Regions from separate parts of the Rattus norvegicus genome. Here region 2 is linked to region 1. A link is a contact called in public Hi-C data. All regions are on one chromosome and are shown on one strand. Each heading gives the region's core, a stretch centred on a gene start, on an enhancer-like site or on the middle of the called end of the contact. The rest is flanking DNA. Distances are from core to core; before and after follow the strand shown. Region 1 overlaps Cdkal1 (CDK5 regulatory subunit associated protein 1-like 1). Region 2 holds the start of Sox4 (SRY-box transcription factor 4).

Region 1 (4,348 bases), core at 1,571-4,070:
CCTTGTTTTGGGTCAGAAGTACAGGACCTTGCAGGTGCCTTTATCTTTCAGCTTTTATGTTTCTTCTCCCCAAATCACTTTTTATTACTATCCCTTAAAACTGACGATATTGGCACCTTATTCCATTACACCCCGTTCTCACCCTGACAGGATAGTCACCTGTGTGCCATTTCAGGAGTGGCGATGCCTCTGGCTGCAAGAGTGGTTTGTTCTTGTGTTTGTGGGAACAGATGTACTTCTCAGCAGATCTTCACTCTTCTTGCTGCCTTTGTTGATGCCAGTGACAGGGTGCACATGTGATGTGCCTGAATTGCTTAACAATGCACAGTTAAGGGGGCGGTTGGTTCCAGTGGATTCTGACTGACCGACAGCCCTCTAGAAATTCTCCTCCAGGATCGTGGTCTTGTGAGGGGAGAGCTGTCTGAGAAGTGAAAGGCTTGCCTTCTGACCTGGATGCTTTGGAGGACATGCTTGCTCCAGACTTCCTGTAGCATGGGCGGTGCTGTTATTAGTATGAGTCTAGCTCCTTCATCTCTTCTTGGAGATGGCAAACTCTGGGCTTGGTAAATAACAAAGGGTTAGTTTCCTGCACGACTTTATGTTTACAGACTCTGGTAGGAAAAATAGAAAAAAAAAAAACCAAAAAAATGCACTAAAAACAAAATAAAACCTTTATTCCCAGAAATGGACAAAATCAGCTAAGTGTTTAAAACATGTGTTAACAAATTCCATCTCAAGCCATACATCCAGGCTGTCTGGATTCAAATTTGTATCTCAGGCTGGAGTGGGAGTAGTCAAAGGTGCTACTGTACTAGCAATATTTCCTCCAAGTAGTTCAGTCAAACAACATTATATGTTTGTGTGATTCAGAGATCGGCTGTGCGGAGTTTTGCCTGTCTTCTGTAGCTGTCTCGTAATAATGTGCTAATTTATGCTGATGATCTTACCTCATGACCCTTCTGTGTGGCCTAGATATGTTAATACGCTATAGCTTTTTAATTTCAATCATCCGTGTTGGCTGAATCTGCTTGTTAGCGCCCACTACCATTTATACTAGTCTGTGTCAAGGCCTGGTAGAGGACAAGAAAAATGTATCTCAGAATCAATTTCTTTAAGCATGCATTAGTAATGGAAGAAATTATAAGATAGACATAATTTTAATAAGACTGTTATGTCTGAACATTCATTGCGAATAGTAAGTATTCTTACTACCGTCAGCTTTTAATTAAGAAAGGGAGTCGGGTCATTGGCTTTATTAAGCAAAGGCTCATGACCATCTTTTGATTTTTTTTTTTTTTTAATGTCTGAGAGGAAGTATCCAAAACAGAAAAGTAGGTATCACAGGCAGTTTTACAGAAGCTAGCGCTCCTTGGTTATACCTATGTCTCTAGTCCTTAACCGTGAGTCATGTATTTAAATACTGCACAGTGTATGGTGGAGAAATTGAGAACTCTATGTAGAGAAAGAGTCAAGCTGACCAAAGTTTAAATAGCTAAGTCTGTTACAGTGAAAATTCCGTAGGGGAAATTTATAGATCTTAAATACATTTTCTTACATTTTTGTCAACAGAATATTTTTATCTTTATTATAGAAAATATACTTAGGATATTTCTTCCTTATATTTAGCCTTTTATATGGTAGGAACAGTATCTACTGTTCTGTTGAGTTCTGCCCTAAAACTGTTTCTTCTCCAGCCTTTGGATCAACTTTTGTTCTTAAGGATACTGATAAATCCAAACACCGATAAAACCTGGAGAATGTTGTCATAGAAATGATTCTGGCTTCTCTAGGCCCATGACTCTTCATGTCAGGAATGGTTCTAGGGCTGTTACAATGACCAGTAAATGGCTGGCAGACATTAGCCTTTAGGCTCTAATGAAGAAACTTCCCATCTATGATGTCTTAGACTCCAGTACCTTACATGCACTGACCATGCTAATGAAATTTGAATCAAGCATGTATTTAATGGCTTTTGATCAATTTAGATGTCTTTTAGTTGTCTATGTTTCCCTCCTGTGTATCTTTGTCTGTGGTGAGTGTTAATTAGGAAGCGAGGTAAACTCTGATGGCTTCTTTGGGTAGTCAGCGAGTCAGACAGCAGTGATTTTTATCAGAGAAATATGTGGGATTAGGTGTCAGAGGATATGGAGTCTTGTTCCAAAAATGGCTGGTAGTCAGTGAACATCCTCATCTTTTCTCAGGTTTTTAATTCTCACAAATGAATCATGTTGACTATGGCAGAAGTGAGAGGCCGGGTACACCATGTAACTTTGTCTGAGGTGAAGCCCTTGATTAGAACTGTCAGGTGTGAAGCTCTGTTTGAACTTTTCTTACTCTTCCCTTCCCTGCCCTGTCCCACGCAGACCCCACTCAGGTCCTTCTTTTACAGTGCCGTGGCCTCCAGCCTCTCTTTCCCACCTGTTTGTGCTTTGCTCTTACTGGGACGCACCCGAGTAAAGAACAGTCTTCTCCTTTTGTGTTCCTAGCACCCACTGTATTTTGCCTACAATATGTACTTGATTAGGATTTAATGGTTTATGTCAATATTCATGCCATTTTATGGGAAGCAAACAGAGCTTGCTCTGTATGTGTTTTCTCTTTCTTGTGCTGCTCTTGTCCCTTGTTAGGTACAAAGCAAGGGATGACATGCTACCACCTGAACAGACAGGGTTTAGCATCTTTGTAGTCTGTATTTAGTTATTAAGTTTTCGAGGCCCTTTCTTCCAGCAAACCAGTGAAATGGCTTTGTCCGTACCTTTCAGATGTGATTCATAGGCTCTGGTGACCATGAGTCAGTAAAAAGGCACATGCTCTTTGCTACTTTCCTCCGTTGGCTCTTTTCCTCTTTTTACTTACTGGTGACTCCTTGGCGCATCTGGCCAGTGTTGGGTGTTTCTTTCTGACTTACCATTTCTTCTGTACCTGCCAAACAAATGCTTTTACTCTGGTCAGGAGCATTTCCAGTGAGTTAGTTTTACTGTTGGCGTAGTCATGGACCACCTGATAAATCCCAGTGTGTCACACTAATGAGTGCTGACTGCCAGTCACCAGATTGTTTGGTTTGGGGATATCTTACTGATGGTTTTGAGTGTAGAAAAAATTTCTTTTCTGATTGTAAAATTAACCTCCAAATAATACATTTTTCACCCATAGCTGTTTTTGTGTGGTTCAAGTTTCTAGAAAGAGTGATATATTGAACTTAAATCTGTATGTAGGGGGGAGGGGAGAAAAAGCAAAGGCATAGTGTTAGATTGTACAGGAATGACCAACTGGCCCTGTGGCCTTAGTGACACTGTCCAATGTTCCTGAACCACAGGTTATTCATAAATAAGATGAACACATGAAGTCCAGTGCGCCTCAGACTCTTTATAGATTCATTTATTCACTAGGTATGCATGGATCGCAGGCCTGTGCTGTGTATTCAACCAAGGAGACAAATCTGGTCTTACCCTTGCAAGAAGACTTCCATCTCCCCTCTGTCCGTCCACCTGCCCTTCTCCCTGCTTGCTGGTTTGGTCAGTGGGTAGATAAGGAGCAAATGAAGCAATGTGAAGTGATTCATGACAAATTCATGGGCTCTTGTCTTATGTACAAAATGACTGACCTTTTTTTTTTGTGAACATAAATGGTCTATAGATACAATAGCTGATATTTGCTTTAATGTTATTAAAATGAGGTGGATTATCTAGTAATGGCAAATTAATTAGGTGCTTTTTAAGTGAGAAGGTGGAAGACTTGGCTGTTATAAGTTTAGGTGCAGTGTATATAAAACAGGAAAAGGATTTATTCTTGACATTGAAAAGCAACTTAAAGAAAAGCACAAGATCTGGGTAGTTATTCATACAGCTGTGGGTGCTGAATATCAGAAGTAAGTTTATTTTGGGGAAAATCATCTTTGGTATAAGTCAGGCCTCTTATTTTGAACATTTTACCTTTATTCTGGAGAACTGAAATTTATTATGTTACAAATGGGAAAATTAATTTGAATGGAGTTAATACAAAGGAATAAAATATCATTTAATTGAGAAATAGGGTAAGGTCTCCAAAATGAGGACACATTTCTTACTTGTACTCGTCTGAAGGAAGCCCGGGTTTGTACAGGTTTGTACAGGTTAGTTCAGGTTTGTACAGGTTTGTACAGGTTAGTTCAGGTTAAGTTCAGGAGAGTTTAGCTGTGGGCAGATGCCAGGTTGGTGTCGAACAGTTCAATTCTCTGACTTCTCCGAAGACACTGATGAGGGCAGCTAACCTTATTGGTTATTAGGTGGCAAGAGTAAGTTCAATTTTCTCTGTACTCGTGACGATTAGAGGCTGGTTCTAGCATATCTAGTGCTCGAGTTTCAAGGCT
Region 2 (4,044 bases), core at 392-2,891, 930 kb after region 1:
TGTGTATGCTCTTTGAGACAAGGTCTGGTACAGCCGGGGCTGTCCTGGAATTCTTTTTTTTTTTTTTTTTGGTTCTTTTTTTCGGAGCTGGGGACCGAACCCAGGGCCTTGCGCTTCCTAGGTAAGCGTTCTACCACTGAGCTAAATCCCCAGCCCCCCTGGAATTCTTAAGTATCAGTGGATGACCTTGAACTCCCGATCTTCCTGATGGCACCTCCCAAGTACTGAGGTAACAAACGGGGACCAGCCGACAGGATTTTGATTATGTTTCACCATCAGTACCCATCTTCCTTCTTAGTCTCTTGAATGTCATGCCGCTTTTACTAGAAGTGGCATTTGCATTAGGAAGGAACTCAGGTTAGAATCCACAGAGGGCTCAGGACACACATCAGTGGTTTATAATCACACACTCACCAGCCACTAACACAAGCCCATGGGGTTCCCGAAGCACAGAAGAGGTGGACAATTGAGATTTGGAAAGAAAGATCAGGGGTGGGGCTTGAGGTAGGTGCAGCAGCTCCACTCTCCTTTGCCACCCCCTTCTCTTTTCCTTAGTCTTCTAGGCCCATTTGCTTCAAGTAGCACAGGCTGCAGATAAAATGAGTAAGAAAACAAGGAGGTGGGTCAAAGGAACCCATCTATCCTTTGGAAATTGTGGAAAACAAACATTTAGAAAGTGAAGTCAATCCCATCCTGTATTCACCATGATCGCCCTATACAAAAATCATACAAAGTCTCTTATTGAGGTAATTATGGGCCACTGCCTTGGCTTTCCACAGAAAATCTTGTTTGGCCTACCCAGGATTTATAGGGGAGCTGAAATCATTAAATAACTAGTTAACCTCTGTTTGGCAAAAAGAGTAAGCAATTACTGAAAAGGGGGAAAAACTGCCTTTCACAAACAGCACAGATAGCATCCTGAAGGGATTTACACAATACACCAACGTCTGTTCTGAACATGGAGTTGTTAAAATAATTGTGATGACAGGTGTCTAGGTGCCACTTTCTTAATGGTTTTCAATATCCATTGATTTATTATTGTGGCTCCCCCCACTTACATCTCTAGCTTTAAGAAGGAGCTAAGAAAAGAGATTTTGCACCAAAGGCTGATTCTTTATTCCTGGGCTGAAAAGAACTAATAAAAATAATCACTCGGCTTTTAAGCAGAAAGCTTCCATTTACAGTATTTCACCCTTACCCCCCCTCCAAGCCCCTTGTTATCTAACATAATGGCTAGAATACATTTCCGTCTCTCCCCTTAATAACTTCATGCATTAACATCCTCTTCACACACGCGCGCGCGCGCGCACACACACACACACACACACACACACACACACACACACACAGGCACGCACGCGCGCGCGCGCGCCCAGCAAAAGGGGGGAAAAGAGGCAGCAGAAATCTCAGCTGTACTTCTAGCCCTTTTAAAAAGTTTGCTCTGTAAATTGGAATGAGGTCAGATTTGGAGCTTCTCATTGCACGCGGAGATTATTATTGCATCGGGTTCCAAGCCAATGGGAAGGACGGGGGAGGGGCTTGGCACGAGGAAGCGTTAGTTACAGCGGCTGATTGGCTGTCTGCGAAAGGATAAAGAAGCGCGAGGCGGAATTGGGGTCTGCTCTAAGCTGCAGCCAGAGAAACAGAGTGAGGGAAAGAGGGCCGTCTCCCTCCCGGTTTCCAGTTCTTGCACGCTGTTTCTTAGAGAGTCTGCAGTGGGGGAACTCTGCCGGTAACCAGCTCTCCTTCTTGCAGGAGGGAGGGAGAAACATACATTTATTCATGCCGGTCTGTTGCATGCAAGCTTCTTGGCTTCCTACCTTGCAACAAAATAATTGCACCAACTCCTCAGCACCGATTCCGCCCACAGAGAGTCCCGGAGCCAGAGTCGCTTTGGCTTTGCTCTGCAGGAAAGGGACTTAGGCGCTAGAGACGATGTCGCTTTCCTGAGCTACCGCGAGCTCTCGTGAACTGCAATCGACTGCTTCAGGGGAAAGGGGTGGGGGAAAGACTTGCCCCGGAGGCGGCGAGAAACTTGCGTTTGGAAGATACTCCGGCTACCAACGTTTGGAGAAACTCCTCGCCGCGGCCGACTCCAGCCTCGGTGCCCGCAGGGAGAACTTCAGCGGTGAGGGAGGACGGAGGGCCTCGGAGACTCTAGGTTGGCGGCGGGAGGCGGCCGCCCCTGGCCCGCGCGCTGCTCAGGGGACCCTGGTCTCCGCCCCGGGGAGCCCGCAGGGCCCGGCGACCGCGCCGCGAGCGTGTGAGCGCGCGTGGGCGCCCGGCAAGCCGGGGCCATGGTACAACAGACCAACAACGCGGAGAACACGGAGGCTTTGCTGGCTGGGGAGAGCTCAGACTCGGGCGCCGGCCTGGAGCTGGGCATCGCGTCCTCCCCGACGCCCGGCTCCACGGCGTCCACGGGTGGCAAGGCGGACGACCCTAGCTGGTGCAAGACGCCCAGTGGCCACATCAAGCGGCCCATGAACGCCTTTATGGTGTGGTCGCAGATCGAGCGGCGCAAGATCATGGAGCAGTCGCCCGACATGCACAACGCCGAGATCTCCAAGCGGCTGGGCAAACGCTGGAAGCTGCTCAAGGACAGCGACAAGATCCCGTTCATCCAGGAGGCGGAGCGGCTGCGCCTCAAGCACATGGCTGACTACCCTGACTACAAGTACCGGCCGCGAAAGAAGGTGAAGTCGGGCAACACGGGCGCGGGATCGGCGGCCACAGCCAAACCTGGGGAGAAGGGCGACAAGGTCGCCGGCGGCAGCGGCCACGCGGGAAGCGGCCACGCGGGGGGTGGCGCGGGCGGCAGCTCCAAGCCCGCGCCCAAGAAGAGCTGCGGCCCCAAGGTGGCGGGCAGCTCGGTCGGCAAGCCCCACGCCAAGTTCGTCCCGGCGGGCGGCGGTAAGGCGGCTGCATCGTTCTCTCCGGAGCAGGCCGCCCTGCTGCCCCTGGGGGAGCCCGCGGCCGTCTACAAGGTGCGGACTCCCAGCGCGGCCACCCCGGCCGCCTCCTCCTCGCCGTCCAGCGCGCTGGCCACCCCCGCCAAACACCCTGCCGACAAGAAGGTGAAGCGCGTTTACCTGTTCGGAAGCCTGGGCGCTTCGGCATCCCCGGTCGGGGGCCTGGGAGCGAGCGCCGACCCCAGCGATCCACTGGGGTTATACGAAGATGGGGGCCCGGGATGCTCGCCCGATGGCCGGAGTCTGAGCGGCCGTAGCAGCGCAGCATCATCGCCCGCCGCCAGCCGATCGCCCGCTGACCACCGCGGCTACGCCAGCCTACGTGCAGCCTCGCCCGCCCCGTCCAGCGCGCCCTCGCACGCGTCCTCGTCGCTCTCCTCATCCTCCTCCTCTTCCTCGGGCTCTTCGTCGTCCGATGATGAGTTCGAAGATGACCTGCTCGACCTGAACCCCAGCTCAAACTTTGAGAGCATGTCCCTGGGCAGTTTCAGCTCCTCATCCGCGCTTGATCGGGACCTGGATTTTAACTTCGAACCCGGCTCAGGCTCCCACTTCGAGTTCCCGGACTATTGCACGCCCGAGGTGAGCGAGATGATCTCGGGAGATTGGCTGGAGTCCAGCATCTCTAACCTGGTCTTCACCTACTGAAGGGAGCGCGGGCCGGGGAGAAGGAGGGCCAAGAGGCAGGAGAGGAGAGAGGAAGACAAAAAACAAAACAAAACAAAAATTAAAAAAAAAAAAAAGAAGAAAGAAGCAGGAAAAAAAAGAGGAAAAAAGAATAGATGGAGAGTGGAAGGAGAAAGGAGAAAAGAAAAGGAAGGAAAAAAAGTGCATAGGGCTGGCCTGAACCATGTCCCGCCGTTGGAGAAGGAGCGCGGGGGCGTAGTGGACCCGTGCTCCCATCCCCCACTCTCAGGGCTGGGGACTCGAGGAGGCGGAGAGTAGACAGGGGCGACCTTTTTTTGTTGTTATTGATGTTGGTGGTGGCTAAAAAAGCTACATCGAGTTTCCTCCCCAATTTTGCTTGAAGAGACTCCCCCTCCCCTTCCAACGAGCTTCCGGACTTGGTTGC

The links. Hi-C and Micro-C count contacts between places; a contact is called where the count stands out from the background.
Region 2: a contact with region 1 is called in a Hi-C map of the A7r5 cell line, with 12 times the contacts expected there. The contact joins the promoter of Sox4 here to the enhancer-like site in region 1. A contact is called at or near these places in 12 of 12 Hi-C or Micro-C datasets (the A7r5 cell line, the Rat2 cell line, Schwann cells and 7 more) and 1 of 1 datasets of contacts at active chromatin or transcription factors (oligodendrocytes).

Annotation. Positions count from the first base shown.
Region 1 is chr17:34,947,016-34,951,363 of GRCr8, forward strand. The region is part of intron 4 of Cdkal1 (CDK5 regulatory subunit associated protein 1-like 1); the gene reads left to right. Among named protein-coding and RNA genes, the nearest start is that of Cdkal1, 22 kb to the left of the region's middle. Within about 2 kb of position 2,821, at least 5 of the 93 cell types and tissues checked have an H3K27ac peak or open chromatin away from gene starts, as enhancers often do. A contact at or near this core is called in the A7r5 cell line, where this site is marked.
Region 2 is chr17:35,874,657-35,878,700 of GRCr8, forward strand. Sox4 (SRY-box transcription factor 4) reads left to right here and starts at 1,642. Exons shown (of 1, transcript NM_001271205.1): 1 at 1,642-4,044. The coding sequence starts at 2,298. The coding sequence ends at 3,620.